Regions from separate parts of the Gossypium raimondii genome. Here region 2 is linked to region 1. A link is a contact called in public Hi-C data. All regions are on one chromosome and are shown on one strand. The core of a region is the stretch at or near the end of the contact, and the rest is flanking DNA. Distances in the headings are between cores, read along the strand shown.

Region 1 (6,274 bases), core at 1,096-3,595:
AATGCATCTTATAATTAAGCATATTACCATTCAACCAATAGCTTGGCATTTGCCTAAGCATCAAACAACAAACTTGTTAGCGTACTTGAACATATTTCATATAATTTCAACATCGATAACCTTACTATCTTAACATGTTACACTTGAGTTTATTACTTGTCTCCACTTACATAATTTTCATATATCAACATATCAAGGTATTGATATAAATTCATATCATAATACATATCATTCTCTTACCATTTCTTCATATACATATATATCATTCAAGAAAACTCGCGATATTTTACCTCTCAAAGAACAACTTACGGATATGAGTACATCATTTTTAGAAGCCCGAAGGCTAAACAGAAGCTCATGAGAGCTAAACAGATAGTAAACACGAATATTCGCAACAAATGCTGAACCTTAGTTTACTTGGCTAATTTATCGTCAATTCATCATTGACATTTTTCCGTCAATTCATCATTTACATTTGTAGTGCCATAACCCAGTTATGGTCTTATCATCAAAATGTCATAGCCCAGCTATGGTCTTACATATAAACACTGTCACGGTCCAACCATGGTCTTACATTCATAGTGCCATAACCCAATTATGGTCTTATCATCAGAATGTCATAGCCCAGCTATGGTCTTACATATAAATACTGCCATGGTCCAACCATTGTCTTACGTTCATAGTGTCATAACCCAATTATGGTCTTATCCGTCAATTCATCCTTTGGCATAGAACGACTGTACTTAATCCCGCGTTCAATCAAAACTGAGTATTAAATTCGATAATATATTTCCAATAATAATTCAATTCCAACAATAGAACACACATATATATAATATACATCACCAAATAACATTCACTTTAATCAAAATTATACAGAATATAGTTCATACAAACTTACCTAGCTAAATGCAGAAATACCAAGATTCAGGGGCATTTTGTTAATTTTCTATTTTCCTCGATTTTTCACCCGATCTTGATCTGTAGCAAAAATAGGAAAACCAGCTTGAGCTCTCCCCCTTCTCTGTTTGGACCGAAAATATGAAGAAGAAATGTCTACAAATTCTTTTAAATTCAATTTGTCTTATTTAATTTCAATTTACTTACCATTTTGCCATTAAATGGCTTTATTTTATTATTTTCTTCTCTTATGCCGCCTCATCCTTTTCCTTTAGGCAAAATTGCTATTTAGATCCTTCCTTATTTATTAAACATGCGATTTAATCACTTAATTATTATAATTAGCAAATTTTGCACATTTTCAATTTATTCCTTTTAATTAATTAACTACCAAAACAATAAATTTTTTCAACGAAACTTTAACACTACCTTATTGACATTCCGTAAATATTTATAAAAATATTTACAGCTCAGTTTATAGAAACAAGGTCCCGATACCTCATTTTCTAAAACCACTAACCGAATAAATCATTATAAAACACAAATTACTAATTCAAAAACCTTTCTAAAATCATATTTGACTCGTAAATATTAAATAATAAAATTTACGAGCTTACTTGCCGGATTTGGTGGCCTCGAACCATTGTTTCCGGCATCACTGAAAATCAGGCTATTACATTGTCCCACTAGATTTTATTAGTAAGGTTTTTAATGAGGCAATATGTGATGTGTATTATAGATATGTGTACTTTTTTTCGTTCACTAAGGATTTTTTTTTCATAAGGTTTTTCTCTTAATAAGGTTTAATAAGACACATTATCCATAGATGGACATCCAAGGAGTGTTATAAATATTTTATTATTATAGAAGTGAATGCCCACTAGAATAAGACATTTGATGTACCGTGAACTTTAATATATATTAGAAATAGATTTTTATTTTATTTATATTTATTATATTTATAAATATAAACTTAAAAAATTTGTTAACATCCATAAATTTTTTCCTTTCTTACTCTCCTTATCTTATAACACTGAACATTGATTAGTATTTCGTAATAAAAAATTTAGTAGAATTTAATTCAAAATTATTTTTGTTTAAAATAGAAAACACCAGCGTAAGCAGCGTTAGTTCTAGTAAAATTAAATATAATCATGACTTTTTCAAAGTTAGTTGCGATAGAAGTCTATATAGTCCATGTTAAAATCCAATTCCGTATGCATTGAAGATTATATTGTTTCCGGGGCATGCTTATCAGTTCTTATACTAAGGCTCTTTAAATAACGAAAAGGAAACAATTAATTAATCAATTGTTTAAGCAAAGATGAAGTCATGGATCTTTGGCCTTTCCTTGCTTACCCTAATCTCAGGTAACAAACAAACCTCAAGTACCATTCTTTCTCTGCAACTCTAGTAACTCATCACCATTTCATTTGCAAGATTTAATGCTTAAATGCTTGTAATGGTTCTAGAATTTTTATCATTTTCTTATATTGCAGAGTCTCACATGGCAACTCTCTACACTAGAAACAACTGTCCATTCACTGTCTGGCCAGGAACACTTACTGGCGCTGGTATACCTCAATTGTCCAACACTGGGTTCGAGTTAGCCCCACAGGCATGGAATGCCATTACTGTTATTGCTCCTTGGTCAGGCAGACTCTGGGCTCGAACCCAATGCTCAACCTCCTCCGGATTGTTCACTTGTGCCACTGCAAACTGTGGGTCGGGCCAGGTTGCCTGCAATGGTGTAGGTGCTGTCCCTCCTGCAACCCTTGTAGAGTTCACTCTAGCACCAAATGGAGGACAAGATTTCTATGATATCAGCCTAGTAGATGGCTTTAACTTGCCGATTTCAGTAACCCCACAAAGCGGCTCGGGTCCAAACTGCACCATAACTAGCTGTTCGGCAAATGTGAATGCAATTTGCCCACCAGAGCTGATTGTTAAAGCATCTTGTGGGAATGCCATAGCCTGCAAAAGCGCATGCCTAGCTTTCAATCAGCCTAAGTACTGTTGCTCTGGTGAATATAATTCACCCCAGAAATGTGAACCCACAAATTACTCGATGGTTTTCAAGAACCAGTGCCCTCAGGCTTATAGTTACGCTTATGATGATAAAACTAGCATTTTTACCTGCTCTGGTGCACCTAATTACCTTATCACTTTCTGTCCATGAAACCTTAGCAGCAGGAGTAGGCTTTATCTGTTTTGCATTCATTAATAAAGAAAATGTTAGTACTGCTGTTTATATGTTTTGCACATTCTTATAGTTTTTCTAATTTTACTTTTTATCCTGTTATTTTCATGTCCCATCTAATATGGTATTAAGGTCGGCTTTTATTACATTTAGTGGACAGCCATTTGCTTTTTACGAAAATCTATCAGGGTGAGGGGATTAATGTTGCTAACCTCTTTTCAAAAAACAAAAAAAAAGATGTACTCTTTTTTATTCGACTGCTAGTCCGAAATCCTCTTTTTTTTTGTGTGTGTGTGTATGTGTGTACAAGAGGAGAAAATCCACTAAAATCAACCTAGCTGTGGACAAGCTAAACCGACGCTATCATTATGTAGATGCTGAAGAACTTCATCCGGTAGGTACAAGAAGGAATGGACCCCCAGCGAGCATGAGTATGCCATCGACGCTAATCGATCAGCCACTTTGTTCCCTTCTTTATACGTGTGTTGCACTTTTAGCTTTCCGAGGTAGTTGTAGGAGACCAATAATAGTTCGAAGAACCTCGGAGTGATGCTGTGCTGATAACCTGTTTCGAATAAGCTGCGTCGCAACTAAGCTGTCCAAGTCAAGGATGATAAGGCGCAACCCCAGCTTCCGTGCTCTTGAGATTTTAAGATTGAACACAGATACATATACCATGTGGCCACAGCCCATTAGCATAAATAAAACAATGGTATAATAACTTATTTGGTCCTCCAACTTTATAAAAAAAGTCATTTTAGTCTTTTAGCCTTTAAACTTGCATTGTTCGTTAAATCATCCCAAAATAAATAAAAAAAGTTAACCGTCTATTCACTTTGTTGACATGACATCCATGTTGCAGTCCACATATAAAATGTTAGCAATTAATTATTTTTTTAAAAATTTAAAAATATTTTATTATTTTAAATTTTTATAATTATTTTTATTTTAAAATTTAAAATTAATTAATTGTTGCCGTAGGGTTCATATGTATGCCATGTTAGCAAAGTAAACAGAAATTAATTTTTTGTCTATTTTGAGATAATTTGACAAACAGTGTAATTATAAAGGCTACAAAAGGCAAAAAATAAATAGAAGACTAAAATGACTCTTTTATAAAAATTTGAAAGTCCAAATAAATCATTATACCTACAAAATGATATCTCAAACTCACAAATTTTGTGGTGAATCTTTAATAAATTGAAATATTAAACTGTTTAATAATTAAAATTTAAACTGATAAAATATATTATATTTTTATTAGAAAATTTCACTGTTCACTTTTCTTGATTATTGAATTAAGTGAAACTTGTTATAGGGTGTAAAATTTGAAAGGAAAAACTAATTACAAATCTTGCCAAGATTATTTCTTTTGATGGATAAAAAATAAATTTTGTTGCAAGTTTACAATGACAACATTTTATGATAATGAATGAAAACAAAATAAACAAATATATCAATCAAGAAAGAAGATAACAAATTCCAGTACGGGACAAGGAAGTTCCTAAGACAAGTAAAAGGGTAATGATTTTCACCTATCTTTTGGAGATATAGAAGAGAAACATAACCATATATTTTCTTAAATTTATTATGATAGTCCTTATAAATTCTACACTTTTACATTGTTTAGCTAGGAAAGATTGAATGCATTTCCTCTTCAACATCAATGGGTTCTCTTAATAGGAAAAGGACAAATACTAGTTGTGTAAACTTTTGGAGGTTTCTACTATCAATGAAAAAGAAATGTTAAATTAAACAGAAAAGAAAAACAAGCTTTGTAGAAAACAAATATTGATTCTTTTATAAGCCAAATCATATTTTATTAAATAAATCGGAGTTACAAAAAAAACTTGAAAGCTTTGTAGCTCGAGTTTACAAGAGACTTCCAAGCAGAATGGCAGCAACTACGATGCCAATACAACATTCTGCAAACTAAACAACACAACTATAGAGAACTTTGATCAACAAAGAAACAATGCAGCTGCATCTCCATCATAAGCAGCCATCATCAGGTTTTAAACATGCTGGTTCTGTCAATACCAGCTTGGCCGAGGCATCAACAGTACAATTTACCTCCCTAGGCAGTTTACAAAGCAAACACTACCAATGACTCTAACTAAACCATCTATATCTTTATTACTTTCCCATGGAGTCCAAGCTCAAGCAGAACAGAAATAACCTAATTAATAACACCACAAATGTCTGACTCAGTGACAAGAAATGCATTCTGTTTCAGCAAAAATTCCAGAGTCTCAAGCATTTACACCTTTATGCCATAACTGAGATAAAAACACATAATAACACAACTCTATAATCCTCTTCAAACAAATAAATGATGCCACATGACGAAACACAACTCCATGCCTTACATTCCAAACATGATCCCACTTAATTATTGATCCAAACAACTCTGCCACCTATGGTAACAAGACCAAACAAAAAGCTTGAGATAACACCAAAAAAAATGTCATCATTAACCGCTACCCATATCACCAGGAAACCTTAATCAAACAAATCAATCTTTAGAAATTTCAACAGCATGGCACTCGAAACATATCCAAGAATAGAATAAATCTCAAATTATCAAGTTGAAGCATAACTAACCTCTTTGGAAACATCACAGAACTCACAATATAACATTGATGTGAACCGGTCAATCATCATATTATAATCTATGAATGAAACAAGCTTTTCACATATGGCTAATGGAAATGGCAATAAAATCAAATACAGACAGAACATCACCGAGAACCTTTCCCATCATCAAATTGCACTTCCATCACCTAATTAATACATACTGTCATTGAATGGAAATAGTAGTACAATAAGTCCCTAAAGGAGATGGGGAAAAAATAATTAAAATTCAATTTTAGAGATGGGGAAATAATTTGGAAATAGTTAGGATTTTAGAGAATGCTGAATAGACTTAAATCTAAATATCTAATTTAGTTCATATATACTAAATCCTAAACCGTAAGCATAATACTAAATCTCTAAACCCAAACCTCAAATCTCATACCGTATGCCTAGTTCTAAATCTAAAACCTTTAAACCTTAACCCCAAACCAGAACAAACCTAAAACCCTAAACTCTAAACTATAAGAACTTCTCTGCCTACAAACTAAATTCCAAACCATAAGAAACTCTCTATCTACATTTAACACTTTTTTGTTT
Region 2 (6,887 bases), core at 3,672-6,171, 330 kb after region 1:
TAACACAAATATTTTATGGCATAATTAATAATTCAATTTTAATATAAATATTCAATATGACTAAACAATTCAATAATATAAATAATATACAATGTGAAATTTAATTTAATAATATAAATAGTAGATATAATTAAAATTATTACTATTTATGTTTAGTGATTTTTTTTGGATAATTTTGATTTTTTATTTGAGAGTAAAGGGTGAGAAGTAAAAGTTTAGGGGGGAAATAAAAAGTTTTGGGGAATAAAAGTTTGAAGGAAAGTAAATCGGGGGAGTAAAATTTTGGAGAGAAAATATTAAAAAAAAAAATTCGAGGGGGAGGGTTTGGGTAGATGGGAGGTGGGATGGGAAGCAAATAAAAATTTTAGGGAAAAAGTGGGAGGGAGTAAAAATTTTGGGTGAAATAAAAGGTTTTGAGGGTTTTTGGGAGAAAAATTTTGAGAAAAAGTAAATTTGAGAGTAAAATTTTGGTGGGAAATGGATTTTGGGTAGATTGGGGGTTGGGAGGGGAGTAAAAGTTTTGGGGGGAAAGTGGGAAGGAGTAAAAATTTTTAGGGAAAAGTAAAAAGGTTTGGGAGTTTCAGGTAAAAATGTAAAATATTATAGTTTGATGTTCGAATTATTCGAATTATTCGAGTTATTCGAATTCGAAAACTCAACTCGATTCGAACTCGAAATTTGAAAAAAAAAATCAAGTTGATTCGATTAACTCGAATAACTCGATTCGTTTAACTCGAGATTCGAATTTTTTTTCGATTTTTTCGAGTCGAATCAAGTTTTGCTCACCTTTAATTTCAACTAAAACTTCCTTAGCACCTCATTGATTTATTCGTATTGGGAAGCTTGTATAATTCTTTAATGTTTAACCCGTTTTGAAAGCTAAGCTCAAACTAATCGATTTTGAATCTCTTTTAATTGGGTTTTAATCCATTTTGATTTGGGCTGATCCATTTGTTTTTATTGGATATTAGAAGGGTTTAGGTGTTTGGCCCATTTTCAATTAGGTTCCAGGCTCAATTAACCTTTTATGCCCAATTTTACTTTACCTTTTTATTTAGGATTAATTCACAATTTGGCAACGAAGGTATATTTATTTTTCCACTTTTATACCTTTTTTTTTTTTTGTCTAATTTGATAACTAAAATATAATTCCATTATATATTTTGCTTCAATTTCTTAACACCAGTTAAAAAAATAGGTGGTTAACAAAAACATGTCACCTAACATTTTAATTAAAAATATATTTTATCATAAATTCATATATCAATTTTAAAAATTATAAATATATATAATAGAAAATATACAATAATAAAAGTAAAAAATCATTAATTCCATAAAATAATTTAAATGTTTTAACCCAAAAATCTAACAAAATTTTTGATGTTCTTCGTTATTATATCATGTTATTCGTATGAGAAAAAGAAGGATTAGGTTCTCTTATATTTTTGTTCACACTAACCTAAACAAAAACAAACGCAAAATTATTTACAATATCCTTCAATTAATTTTTTTAATTACATTTAATTTAATTAATTTTAAATTCAAATCATCTTTCTTTTAAAGTTTCAAACCAAAACTCAAACGAAAAAATTTGCAAATTTCGATGTCAATGGCCACCGCCAGCCATCATGCTCCACCACCAGCCGTGGGTTGCTAGTAGTTGTTTGAGTCCAAATTTCATCATTCTCTTGTTTTCGACCCATTCTTTTCATTTTGAGGATATATTTTTTTCAAAAGAACACTAGATTTTTGTATATCTACAAATAAATCTCAAAACTTCAACAACAAACCTAGGTATTTTTCATCGTCAAATTGTCTTCAATTTTCATTATATTTCTTTCCTCTTTATGAGCTTCACTTTCACTATTTCCATCAACCAAACAATACCCCAAACAAATCCATTCTTGCTTTGGCTGAATTTTTGGTTGAAGGTTTTTTATGCCTTTGTTTTCTTTTCTTTTTGGTGTATAGTGATGGTAATTATGATATGAATATGTATATGTGGTAATAGAGAGGAAGATTGTAGTCATGGTTGTTTGTTTTGGGAAGAAAGTGATACAGGAGAAAAGCTTAAACGTCATGAAATTGAAATTCTGTTATGTTCGTTACTTTTATTATTGTTTCTTCAAACGAGGCGTTTTTTACAGAGTTTAATTTAGTGAAACGATGTTGTTTTAGTGAGGTGAAACAGTGCTTTTTCTTTCATGTTTCCTAATTAAAATGGAGTGTATTATGTACACAGTTGTCACTACCAGCTGCCAAGCTAATTAGAAGTTGTTATTCTGACCTTTTAAACTATTGAGAAAAGAGTTGGAAGTTATGAATGAAAACAGTATTCTTATCCTCTTGAATTATGTCTTTTTTCTTTGGTTTTCTTCTTCCTTTTTTGTACTTATTTTTAGAAATTTTAAGCTCGTATCAAGGGTATCAAAGCCATCGATTCTCCATGGCCAACAAGGGTGTCACCACTCAATTGCAGAAGGAAATAGGTCACTTATAGAAAGAGATCTTTCAGCTGCAAAAGATTGGCACAATTTTTTTTACTCAAAGGTAAGGTGGCCATCATGTCCTTACTTGAGATTTATATGCATGAGGCCTGAAGGAGAGATTCGGGTCCAGTTCGTTTTGGACCCCATGGCCGAGTTGGTTTCACTTAAGCAACAGGGTATTGTTGATTAGTACCATGATGCCTTTGTAAGCTTGTTGAACCAATTACATTTGCCTGAAAGTTATGCTCTTAGCATATTTGTCAGTAACCTATAGTGAAAAGTATGCCAATATTTGCAACTCTTCAAGCCCAAGTCATTAGTAGAGGGCTTTCTCGTTTCTCAACAAGTAGAGAATATTATGCTACAATTTGATAGGACCAACTTCAGGAGCTAGTGGTCGAAGTTGGAGCAATTTTTAGAGGCTAAAGGAGTCTTGGATCATGTCAAAATAAGAATTGTCATGCTTCACTCAGAAGGTAACGCTCTAGATTGGCACAAATTTTTTGCTTAAAGGTAAGGTGGCCTTCATATACTTATCTGGGATGTATACGCATGAAGCCTGAAGGAGAGATTCGGGTCCAATTTGTTTTGGACCCCATGGCTGAGTTGGTTTCACTTAAACAACAAGGTAGTGTTGATCAGTACCATGATGCCTTTGTAAGCTTGTTGAACCAATTACATTTGCTTGAAAGTTATGCTCTTAGCATATTTGTCAGTAACCTGTAGTGAGAAGTAGGCTAATATTTGCAACTCTTCAAGCCCAAGTCATTAGTAGAAGGCTTTCTTGTTGCTCAACATGTGGAGAATATTATGTACATAACCATCAATCAAAGGAGTATCCTCAATCAGGTACTAGCAAGACTCTAACATTGTTTTCAACACCTAGAATGTTGCCATCGATTGGATCTACTGTAGGACAGAGTGGACCTACATCTACAAATGGTGGTCACAAGGGACTTGTTAAGTTTCTTTCTCAATGTGAGATGGAAGATAGGAGAAAGAATAGGTTGTGCTTTTGGTTTGTAGCTAAGTACACTCCTGGCCATAAGTGTACTAAGCCCCAATTGTATCAATTGATTGTAGAGCCTCAGTCTGATGTAGAAAGTAAAGCTAAGAATCCCTAATCTGGTGAGTATCAAGACTATCTGGATCAACTTGAACCTAATGGCCAAAAGGAGGAGACTTGTACACCATTGACTATGTCTTTCCATGCCCTACAGGGGTCTCAAGGGTCAAAAATCGTGAGGATGGCAGTACAAATAGGGAATTCCAATGTCATAATACTAGTGGACTCTGGAAGCACCCACAATTTTGTTGATGCCAAGTTAGCTCAACAAATGAACCTCCTTGTGGAACTCTCTACTAGGCTGCAAGTCACTATTGTTGATGGGGGAATCATGTCTACTTAGGGTGTGTGTAGGTTTGTATAGTGGTAGGCACAAGTTCAGTAGTTTGTAACAAATTTCCTAGTCTTAGCTTTCAAGGGATGCGACTTGGTTCTTGGTATTGAATGGTTAACCACTTTGGGGTCCATCATCTGCAATTTCAGTTCTCTTACTATACAGTTTGAATACAATGATTAATGATGTACTCTGAAAGGAATACTTCTAGGAGCCATTCATATTATAACAGCTACTTAAAGCACTAAGTTGGTGCATCTGAATAGTCAAGAGTCCTTATCCATTTCTCATCACATCGAGTATGTGCACCCTTTTACACATGTCAGGCTTGGTTGACAGTGAGGATCTGCAATTGGTATTGGGTGAATTTAAAGATGTTCTCCATTCTCTAAAGGAATATCCACCTCACCGATTGCAAGAACATTGTATTCCCATCAAGGATAAAAATGTGGTAGTGAAGGTTAGGCCATATAGGTATCCTACTGTGCAAAAGTGTGAAATGGAGAGGCTCATAAAGGAAATGCTTGAAGCTGGGGTCGTTCGAGACAATTGTAGCCCTTATTCATCATCCATTATTATGATGAAAAAGAAGGATGGTAGTTGACGCCTTTGTGTGAAATATAGGCAGCTAAATCAATATACCATCAAGGATACCTTCCTTATTCCGGTTATAAAAGAACTACTTAATGAACTAGGGACTGCTTCCTATTTTTCCAAGCTTGATTTACGATCCGGGTACTACCATATTTGCTCGTGGGATAAATACATTCATAAACCTACTAAGACAAACCAATGCCCCTTCCAACTTTCAATCGTTGATGAATTCTATTTTCAAGCCCTTCTTGAGGAAGTTTGTCTTAGTAGTTTTTTATGACATCCTTGTGTACTTGGACAATTGGCCATCACATTTGGAGCATCTTTGAACAGCCCCACAAATCATATAACAACATAAATTATATGCTAAATGGTCCAAATGCACTTTTGGCCCAACTGAAATTGAATATATGGGCTACATCATTTCCAAAGATCAATGGGCATAGATGCCACTAAGGTGGAAGCGGTACTTACTTGGCCTACCCCTACTTGCCTTACGGAGCTTCAATGGTTTCTTTGACTTCTTGGATATTATAGACAATTTATAAAAGATTATGGCACCTTAGCTCATCCCTTAACCAATTTGTTAAAAAAAATATGTCAAGCGGCATTGGTCTTCTGAAGTTTAGGCAGCCTTCCGACAGCTCAAGTCAGCAATGTGTCTGACACCAATTCTAGCCCTACCCAATCTCAACACCAAACTCTGCATTCACACGGATGCCAATAGTCAAGGTATTAAGGAAGCCTTGCAATAGAAGGGACGATCTCTAGCTTATTTCAACAAAGCCTTAGAGATCAAGCATCAAACCTTGTCCATATATAACAAAGAGATGTTGGTTGTTCTGCTACCAGTAAAAAGGTGGCTCCCCTATCTTGTGGGAAAAAGGTTTCACATACGGGAAAATCATCAAAGTTTGAAATTTCTAACTAATGGACATACCATTACTCCTTACCAAAAATAATGGGTTGCTAAAATGCTTGGCCGTGATTACTTGGTGACATACAGGAGGGGAACTCAAAGCGTAGTAGCAGATGCTTTATCTCGAAGACCACAAATAGAAGAGGGACAACTCCTGCAATGCACTAGTAGTATCATTTGGTCTAAAATATGGTTTAGGATTTTAGCTTCCTCACTAGCAGATCCTAAACTACATCAACTTTGCTTAGAGGTTCAACAACAATCACACCTTTACCCTAAGTACTTGTGGAATGGACAGGTTTTGAGGAGGAAAGGAAAAGTTGAAACGGGCAATTATGACACTCTTAGGAATTACCTCTTCAACCATTTCCATAGGGGGTAGCTGGAGGGCATTTTGGAGTCCATGCTACCAAATATCGAATGGCCAGTTTACCCTATTTGAAAGGCCTTTCCAATGACATCAAGGAATGGGTGAAGAAGTGCCCCATTTCCTAAGCTTGCAAATCTGACCAGGCTGCTTCTACTAGCCTACTTGAACCCTTACCTATACTTGATCAAGTATGGTCTGCAGTAAATTTAAATTTTATCGAGGGCCTCCCAAGCTAGAAAAGGAAAGACAATGTTCTAGTTGGGGTCAACTGATTGACCAAGTATGGCCATTTTGTGGCTCTTACTCACCCATTTTCAGCACTTATAGTGGCCTAAGCTTATTTAGATCATACTTATAAACTGCATGGTCCTCCCTGCACCATTGTATCAAATAGGGACTCGGTCTTTCTTAGCAAGTTTTTGAAAGAACTTTTCAAACGCCTTGGCACTGATATCCACATGTCCAGAGCCTACCATCCTTAAATGGATGACCAAACTGAAGTGCTTAACCATTTCTTAGAGGCTTATTTGCATTGTATGGCTGGAGAAAGGCCTAAATAGTGGTCCTTTTGGTTACCTCTTATTGAATGGTGGTACAGCACCACCTACCATTCAGCCATTCAAAAAACTCCCTACGAGGCCTTGTACGGGCAGGAACCCCATCACCATCTACTGTACTTAGTTGGAAATTTTTTAGTAGCAGCAGTAAGCCATAGCCTTCAACAAAGGGAAATAGCTAGGAAACTTTTAAATTTTCACCTCAGAAGGGCACAAGACCATATGAAACAATTAGCAGACCGCAGGAGGAGTGAAAGGGTGTTTCAAATTGGGGATTATGATTACTTAAAATTACAACTCTATCATCAGCACTCATTGAGGAAGCACTATAACTAGAAGCTTTTCCCTTAATATTTTGGACCCTTTCCAGTAGCAACACAAGTGGGGCAAGTTGCTTACAAATTGGCACTACCTGAAGGCTCTCGGATTCATCATACATTTCATGTTTCTCAACTCAAGGAACATGTTGTTCTTGTCCTCACACAGCAATATTTGCCTTTAGTTGGGTCAGATCGCACTCTTCAGAAGATACCAGTCCAAATATTAAATTGAAGAATG

Evidence for each region. A called contact is a pair of places that touch in the nucleus more often than the background predicts.
Region 2: a Hi-C map of leaf shows a contact between it and region 1, with 2.3 times the contacts expected there. The contact joins the enhancer-like site here to the promoter of LOC105767830 in region 1. A contact is called at or near these places in 2 of 2 Hi-C or Micro-C datasets (both in leaf).

What each region holds. Positions count from the first base shown.
Region 1 is chr4:17,076,967-17,083,240 of ASM2569854v1, forward strand. It overlaps LOC105767830 (thaumatin-like protein 1b), which reads left to right and starts at 2,346. Exons shown (of 1, transcript XM_012587401.2): 1 at 2,346-3,079. The coding sequence starts at 2,354. The coding sequence ends at 3,079. LOC105767894 reads right to left here. Exons shown (of 10, transcript XM_012587463.2): 10 at 4,892-6,274.
Region 2 is chr4:17,400,115-17,407,001 of ASM2569854v1, forward strand. No RefSeq gene overlaps it. Among protein-coding and RNA genes, the nearest start is that of LOC105767790, 19 kb to the right of the region's middle. Within about 2 kb of position 4,922, the one cell type or tissue checked has open chromatin away from gene starts, as enhancers often do. A contact at or near this core is called in leaf, where this site is marked.